2 separate regions of the Mus musculus genome follow, and region 1 is linked to region 2. A link is a contact called in public HiChIP or PLAC-seq data. All regions are on one chromosome and are shown on one strand. The core of a region is the stretch at or near the end of the contact, and the rest is flanking DNA. Distances in the headings are between cores, read along the strand shown.

Region 1 (3,169 bases), core at 189-2,688, 47 kb before region 2:
GACTGCTGGATACTCTGATGAAGAAGGATGGACGACCCTCAGCAACAGAAAGTAGCCTATAGAAGTCTATGCCTCCTTTCCCCTCTAATATTCTTTCCTACCTAGCGTTAGGGAGGTGGAAGGGAGAAGGGTGGAATAAGAGATGGAACTGAGGTAAAGATATGAGAACCTAATGATGTAATACAACAAATACGCCAACATTTTCCCCTTTGTCCATTACGTTTTCTTCTTTCTTCAGTCCCATTTGCTCCGGCCCAAAGATGTATTTACTGTTACATGTAAGTACACTGTAGCTGTCTGCAGACACCCCCAGAAGAGGGCGTCAGATCTCCTAACAGATGGTTGTGAGCCACCATGTGGTTGCTGGGATTTGAACTCAGGACCTTCAGAAGAGCAGTCAGTGCTCTTAACCGCTGAGCCATCTCTTCAGTCCCAGCCATTATATTTTAACACATGAGTTTGGGGGCCATTCTCTGACTATGGCCCCACTAATAGGACATTTAAAAATCTCCCCAAGTTGGTGTTTGTTTCTGAGACAGAGTCACACTATGCAGCCACAAGAAGCCTTGTAGACCAGGCTGCCCTCCATCTCAGATCCGCCTGCTCCTGCCTCCCAAGTGCTGGCATTAAAGGTGTGTATCACCACGCCCAAAAACATCCTAAATTTTATTCAAAATAGGATTTATCTTTTTCCTCTGAATAAATACTTTTGAGTAATTATCTCATCTCCCCACACTTTAAGGTGTTAGTTTTAGCAGTGATTTAACTATTACATAGTTTGTATTTTTGTGGAAATTTTAACAATTTGCTATACCAGGCTCTTGTATGTGCACATAGTTAGGAACTACATTTTAAGTCTAATCGGACTAGTTTTACCTTTAAAGTATATTAATCATGACCATTTCCTGTCATTATTGACCTGATTTATTTGGTTTTTCTATTTATTTTCTCTCTGTTCATCTAACTTTCTCTGGTCCTTCTTTCATGTCAAGTCAAACTAATCATAAAATATTTATCATGATTAGCGTATCATAGCGTTTCATTAATTTTTAGTTGTGTTAGGAATGCTGGGTGAGATGACGGCATGGCTTTAATCCCAGGACTCTGGAGGCACAGGCAGGATGATCTCTGAGTTAGAGGTGATCCTGGTCTACAGAGTGAGTCTGTAGGTCTACAGAGAAACCTTTACTCAAAAAACAAAACAAAAAGGGATTACCACCACAACGGTTAATGTTCTGCTACCTTAGTGTAAAGCTCTTGAGGTAGTAGAGTACAATCATGTCACAGTTTCCTCAGTCTACACACTCCATTTCTCTTTTGGTCCGCCTTCTGCTCGATCACTCTGTCCTCCACTAGCTGAGCCTTGGAGCGAAGACGCGGGGATCGGCTGGGGATGCCTGTAGCGCCTTGCTCTGGCTGGTCCGGGCTGCGCAGAGCGACTGCCCGCCTTGTGGCCCTTTGAGAGCGACTCAGCCTGTTCCGCTGCAGTGAGTTCAGGGGAGTCTGAGCGAGTCAGCGTCCTCTTTTTAAGACAAACGGTTCTTAGAAAGGCCCTGAAAGTAAGTGCAGCTTGGTCCTTCCGAAGCGAGGGACACAGAGCATGCGCGGAGCTGCAGGTCCGCTCCGATCTGTATCCACTTCAGGGTTCTCGTTCCAGAAGTTGCCATTCTACGTTTCAGTTGTCGGCCGACCCCGTAAATGTATAAAAATATTTTTAACTCATGTATTTTATTTTGTAGGAAGAAGTTGAACGAATAACGACATCAAATGCTATTTCACTTTGTATTAGTTCACGGCGAGAGTAAAAGTAACCCTTTAGGGTCCTTCACCTGGGGTGGCCGCTGTATTAACTGATGAGGAGGTAGCAGGGACCCTTTTTTTTTGTTGTTGTTTTTACTAATTCAAGCCAAGTGAATGAAAGTAAAACATTTCGGTCCTTACCTGAGATGACCTGATTTTCTTCTTGGGTCGCCCACTTTCTCTAATAGTCATGCCGTCACAAAGGAAATCACCTGATCAAAAAAGACCCCGTAGAAGCTTATCTACCAGCAAAACTGCAAAAAGCCAGTGTCATTCGATTACTTCGTATTTTAACAGTGCACCACCTGCTAAACTTGCATGTTCAACTTGTCATAAAATGGTGCCCAGGTATGACCTCATTCGGCACCTTGATGAGTCTTGTGCTAACAACGGTGTTGGTGATGACGTTCAAGTAGAGCCTGCTCAGGCTGGATTAATGAGTCCAACTGTGCCTACATCAGATTTACCCAGTGGTCCTTTAGAGAATGTGACACCTCAGAAATTATCACCACCAAAGAGAAGTTTAATTTCTGTCCAATGTGGTTCAAAACTGGGCATACAACAGCAGACCAGTCCCTACTTTAAAGATGCCTTAGTGTCCAAAGATCAAAATGAGCTTCCAAATCAGAGTGTAGAAATTATGCCTTTGGGAAGTCTGACATCGAAATTGTCCAGACGATACTTAAACGCTAAAAAATCACTCGCTAAGAATGAGGGACTAGCCAGTCAGTGCCCACAGACTTCTCCGTCCACACCTGGCACCAGCCTGACTGATAACTGTCCAGAGATGGAAGACAAAGATGAGGTTTTGAACAGTTCCCAAAAGGAAAACATTTATTCATGTGCACCTCTAAAAGAAGAGAATGCTTCAGAACAGAAGGTAAAGAACAATAAAATAACGGGAGATGAAAGCCAGAAAGCTTCCTGCGGGGAGCCAGCCCTCACCCCTGCATCTGCAGAGCATGCTTCCATATTACTGTCCTCAGATTCAACTCTCGTCAGTAACACGAAATCCTCTCCGGGAGACACTCTTGTAAAGCAAGAAAGTGCCAGAAGGGCAGATGTAGGGCTTGCTGAGCCGCTCGAGGTGCGCAGTCACAAAGAAGTACAAATGACTTTCGATGCTGCGGCCAAAACGCTGGTGTCTGGGGAGGCAGAATCAAATGGTCCTACCGATGTTGACATGTCTGACATGACTACGTGGAGTAACAACCAAGAGCTTGTCAGGGAAGCTGGCAGTGTCTTACACTGCCCTCTGGAGCAGGGGTCCAGCTGCGGTGGCCCCAGTGAGACAGCTCAACTGGCACTGAGTCACCCGTACTACCTGCGGAGCTTCCTGGTGGTGCTGCAGGCCCTCCTTGGGAACGAA
Region 2 (3,332 bases), core at 485-2,984:
GAGCAAACCATGGGAAGCAAGCCAATAGGCAACATTCCTCCATACTTTTTACCTTGACTTCTCTCAGTGACCAACCGTCCTCTAGAAGTATAAGGGGAAATAGACCCTTTCCTCCCCAAATTGCTTTTGTTTATGGTATTTATCACAGAAACAGAGAAGCAAACACCATTCTAGTAGAGGACCCACATTTAATGCCCTGTACCAATGTCAGGTGATTTCACAGGGACCTCTAACTCCAGTTCTAGGAGAGTCTAGTTCTAATGCCCTTTCTTGGCTGCCACAGGCACTGCATGTGTGCGCGCGCGCGCGCGCGCACACACACACACACACACACACACACACACACACACACACACACTTTAAAGCTGTATTGTGATAGCTGGGGATACTTTTTTAGTCATAAGTGCTTGAGATTCTAAAATCCCCAGTATCTGGATGTCCATCTCCCAACTTGGGAGGTTTTCTGCTATTATTTTACTCAGTAGTCTCTGGCTCATATCTCTTTTCATTCTTCTATGTCCATGACTCTTAAGTTGTTTTGTTTGTTTGGTTGGTTAGTTGGTCTTTTAAGACTGGGGTTTCAAGACAGGGTTTCTCTGTGTAGCCCTGGCTATTCTGGAACTCACTCTGTAGACCAGGCTGGCCTTGAACTCAGAGATATCTGCCTCTGTCTCTATGGCATGCACCACCATGTCCAGCTTTTAAACTGTTTGGTTGTTTTAAATTATATTCCAAAAATACTGCATGTACTATGCCTGCTTTTAAAAACTTACTGTTTGAATGTTTCAGTTCATTCCTCTATTACAATTTCACATCCTGGTAATCTGTTTTCACTTGATGCTTGATATTGGCGAGGCTTCCAACAAAGTTTATTCAATTTATTGTTTCATTTTTCTAAAATTCAATATTTTTGGAGACACTTGAATTCCTCTTTCACATCCTGAGTTGTCTTTGTTGCTGTTGTTACATCTAGCTGTTCATCTGTACTCTCTTCCAATACATTCTGGTCTTCAACCCTCTCCTTGATTCCACTGATCATCCGTATAATCATTCTTTTGAAGTCATTATCATCCGCTCAGTTACTGTGGACTTACACAGTGGATGGCCCTGCTGCTCTGCTTTCTCCTGTTTCCTGTGCTTCTACATAGGACTGAGTGGGACACTGGCCATGTGTTCTTTCAGCTGAAATACTCACCATGGTGCAGACACACTAGGTTTGACTTTCTGACAACTGGGCTGCAGTGCAGCTTGGTAGCCACTCGACCATGTGTTTAAGGTGCAGGGATGAGGGAACAAACTGCAACACACCCTACAGGCAACTGGCTTGAAGAGAAGTTGTTGGCTCTATTCTCTAAGATGCAGAGGATAGGGGGTCATCTTTGTATCTACGGTAATCTTCTACATCAATGTGGATTCTAATCTATTAGTTAGGCTTTAATAAAGCTACAATGTGTTAAATCAATACTGAAAAATTAAAGAGGCCCTTGTCATTTTCACAATGGTAAAAATTTATCTCATACATATTTGAAAGGTGCTAGTTTGGGGGTCTATGAAATGGCTCAGTGTAACTGCACTTACCACATGAACATGAAGACTTGATTTTGACCCCAAAAATCTCATGAAGAATGAGAACTGAGTTCTTAAAGTTGTCCTCCGACCTCTACAGGCATGTCCTGGCATGCCCTAATTGTCAGATTATAGGTGCTTCCACTAGGCTCCTCCCAGGGCTTACAACACCAACCACCACCACCAGGTGGCAGGCTTCCCATAAAGGGATTGCCAGGCACTCCAGCCCCCAATCTCTCTGTACCCAGTTTTTCTCTCTCCCCTCCCCTCTTTCTGTCCTCTGTGCCCCATCCTCTTCTCTACCCTTATGGCTCTGCTCTCATCTGTCTGCCTCTACCCCTTCTCTAGGTCCTCACTCCCCCTTCCTTCTCCCAATAGTGTAATTCCTCAGGGCATACCTTAGCATGGGCCCAACATATCTCCTTGCCACACTATATTTCATAACACTAATCATCACACATACACACACACACAAATAAACAAACTTTTGAAAAGTGCTAGGAAAGCAACAGGACTAGTTACCTCTTTCTCTGACCTCTTCAAGTGGTTGCATCTGTCTAGGAACTGATAGCCCGCCATGACCCACTCCTTCTGTATCAGACTCTGAAATCCAGTAATTGTCCTGAAGTATGGATCCATCATCACTTGAATGAGAGAAGCCACCAGACAACTCAAGTCTCTGCCTTCCTCCTCTGTCAATAAAATGGAAAGAAAATGAAGACCAAGAGAAATCCTGAATGTAAGTTAGGTAATTCAACATTCTATACTTTAAATTGCCTTCAAAATAGTCTATGTAAGAAAATTTAGTGGATTCCAGCAGCTCTCAAATATAATAAACTTATTTTTTACAAGTCATGTTCTATATTTATTGGAAATCTATATGAACCAAGAGAAGTATCAGAGCAAGTCATCAGTAAGTAAAAACTAAACACAATATTTATGCTAATTCACTCCACCACACTGAAGATGCCATTCCACCCTGATGCACTGACCGTGGGGCTCAGTAGCAAATGCACTCTCATATGTCACTATTGGCAGATAACAGCAGTTCACTGCACACATTTTTTCTTGTTTATTCTTCTCTCATGTAATATATCCCAACCAGTTTTCCCTCCGTTCTCCTGTCCTGGCCACCCCTCCTTCGTTCATCCACTCTTCCTTTCCTTTAGAAAAGAGCATGCCTCCCAGGGATATCCACCAAACATTTCATATCAAGTTGCAAGAAGATGAGGCATCTCTCCTCACACGAAGGCTGGACGAGGCCACCCAGTAGGAGGGAAAGGGTCCAACGGCAGGCAGAGCAGTGCTCACATCTTTTACTTCTCATAGTTTAGGGTAGAATGTATTTCTAGGATGCATTCTGCTCTTGTTTTGTCAAGGATAGTAAATAAAACACCGTCTTCTACTGGGCAGTGGGGGTGCATGTCTTTAATCCCAGCTCTCAAGAGGCAGAGGCAGGTGGATTCCTATGAGTTTGAGGCCAGTCTGTTCTACAAAGCGGTTCCAGGACAGCCAGGGTTATACAGAGAAACAAACAAACAAAAGAAGACAACCCACACACTGTCTCTCCAGAGAGAACGTCCTTCACGTGCCAATGACTCAGAAGTGAATGATGGCGCGGAACTGTCTCCATCACGTGAAAAGGTAGTAAGCACTTCCTTCCTGCCCTTTACAGCTAGTTTCCGTTTCTCCACAGATCTTTGTTTTTTGAGACAAGGTGTCAGTGTAATCCATACAGGCCTCAGATTTGCAATAAAGCCAAGGGT

Evidence for each region. HiChIP or PLAC-seq counts read pairs in DNA pulled down with a chosen protein or histone mark.
Region 1: a contact with region 2 is called in an H3K27ac HiChIP or PLAC-seq map of embryonic stem cells, with 5 read pairs. The contact joins the promoter of Fan1 here to the enhancer-like site in region 2. A contact is called at or near these places in 3 of 39 promoter capture datasets (the 3T3-L1 cell line, liver and trophoblast stem cells), 1 of 15 datasets of contacts at CTCF or cohesin (the NIH/3T3 cell line), 5 of 484 Hi-C or Micro-C datasets (cortical glia, liver, nephron progenitors and 2 more), 5 of 115 datasets of contacts at active chromatin or transcription factors (the NIH/3T3 cell line, embryonic stem cells, extraembryonic endoderm stem cells and 1 more) and 3 of 9 other capture datasets (adipose tissue, liver and pancreatic islet).

What each region holds. Positions count from the first base shown.
Region 1 is chr7:64,372,325-64,375,493 of GRCm38.p6, reverse strand. It overlaps Fan1 (FANCD2/FANCI-associated nuclease 1), which reads left to right and starts at 1,438. Exons shown (of 14, transcript NM_177893.4): 1 at 1,438-1,559; 2 at 1,740-3,169. The coding sequence starts at 1,991.
Region 2 is chr7:64,325,578-64,328,909 of GRCm38.p6, reverse strand. It overlaps Mtmr10 (myotubularin related protein 10), which reads right to left. Exons shown (of 16, transcript NM_172742.2): 13 at 2,089-2,258. Among named protein-coding and RNA genes, the nearest start is that of Mtmr10, 40 kb to the right of the region's middle. Within about 2 kb of position 1,734, at least 66 of the 459 cell types and tissues checked have an H3K27ac peak or open chromatin away from gene starts, as enhancers often do. A contact at or near this core is called in the NIH/3T3 cell line, embryonic stem cells and trophoblast stem cells, where this site is marked.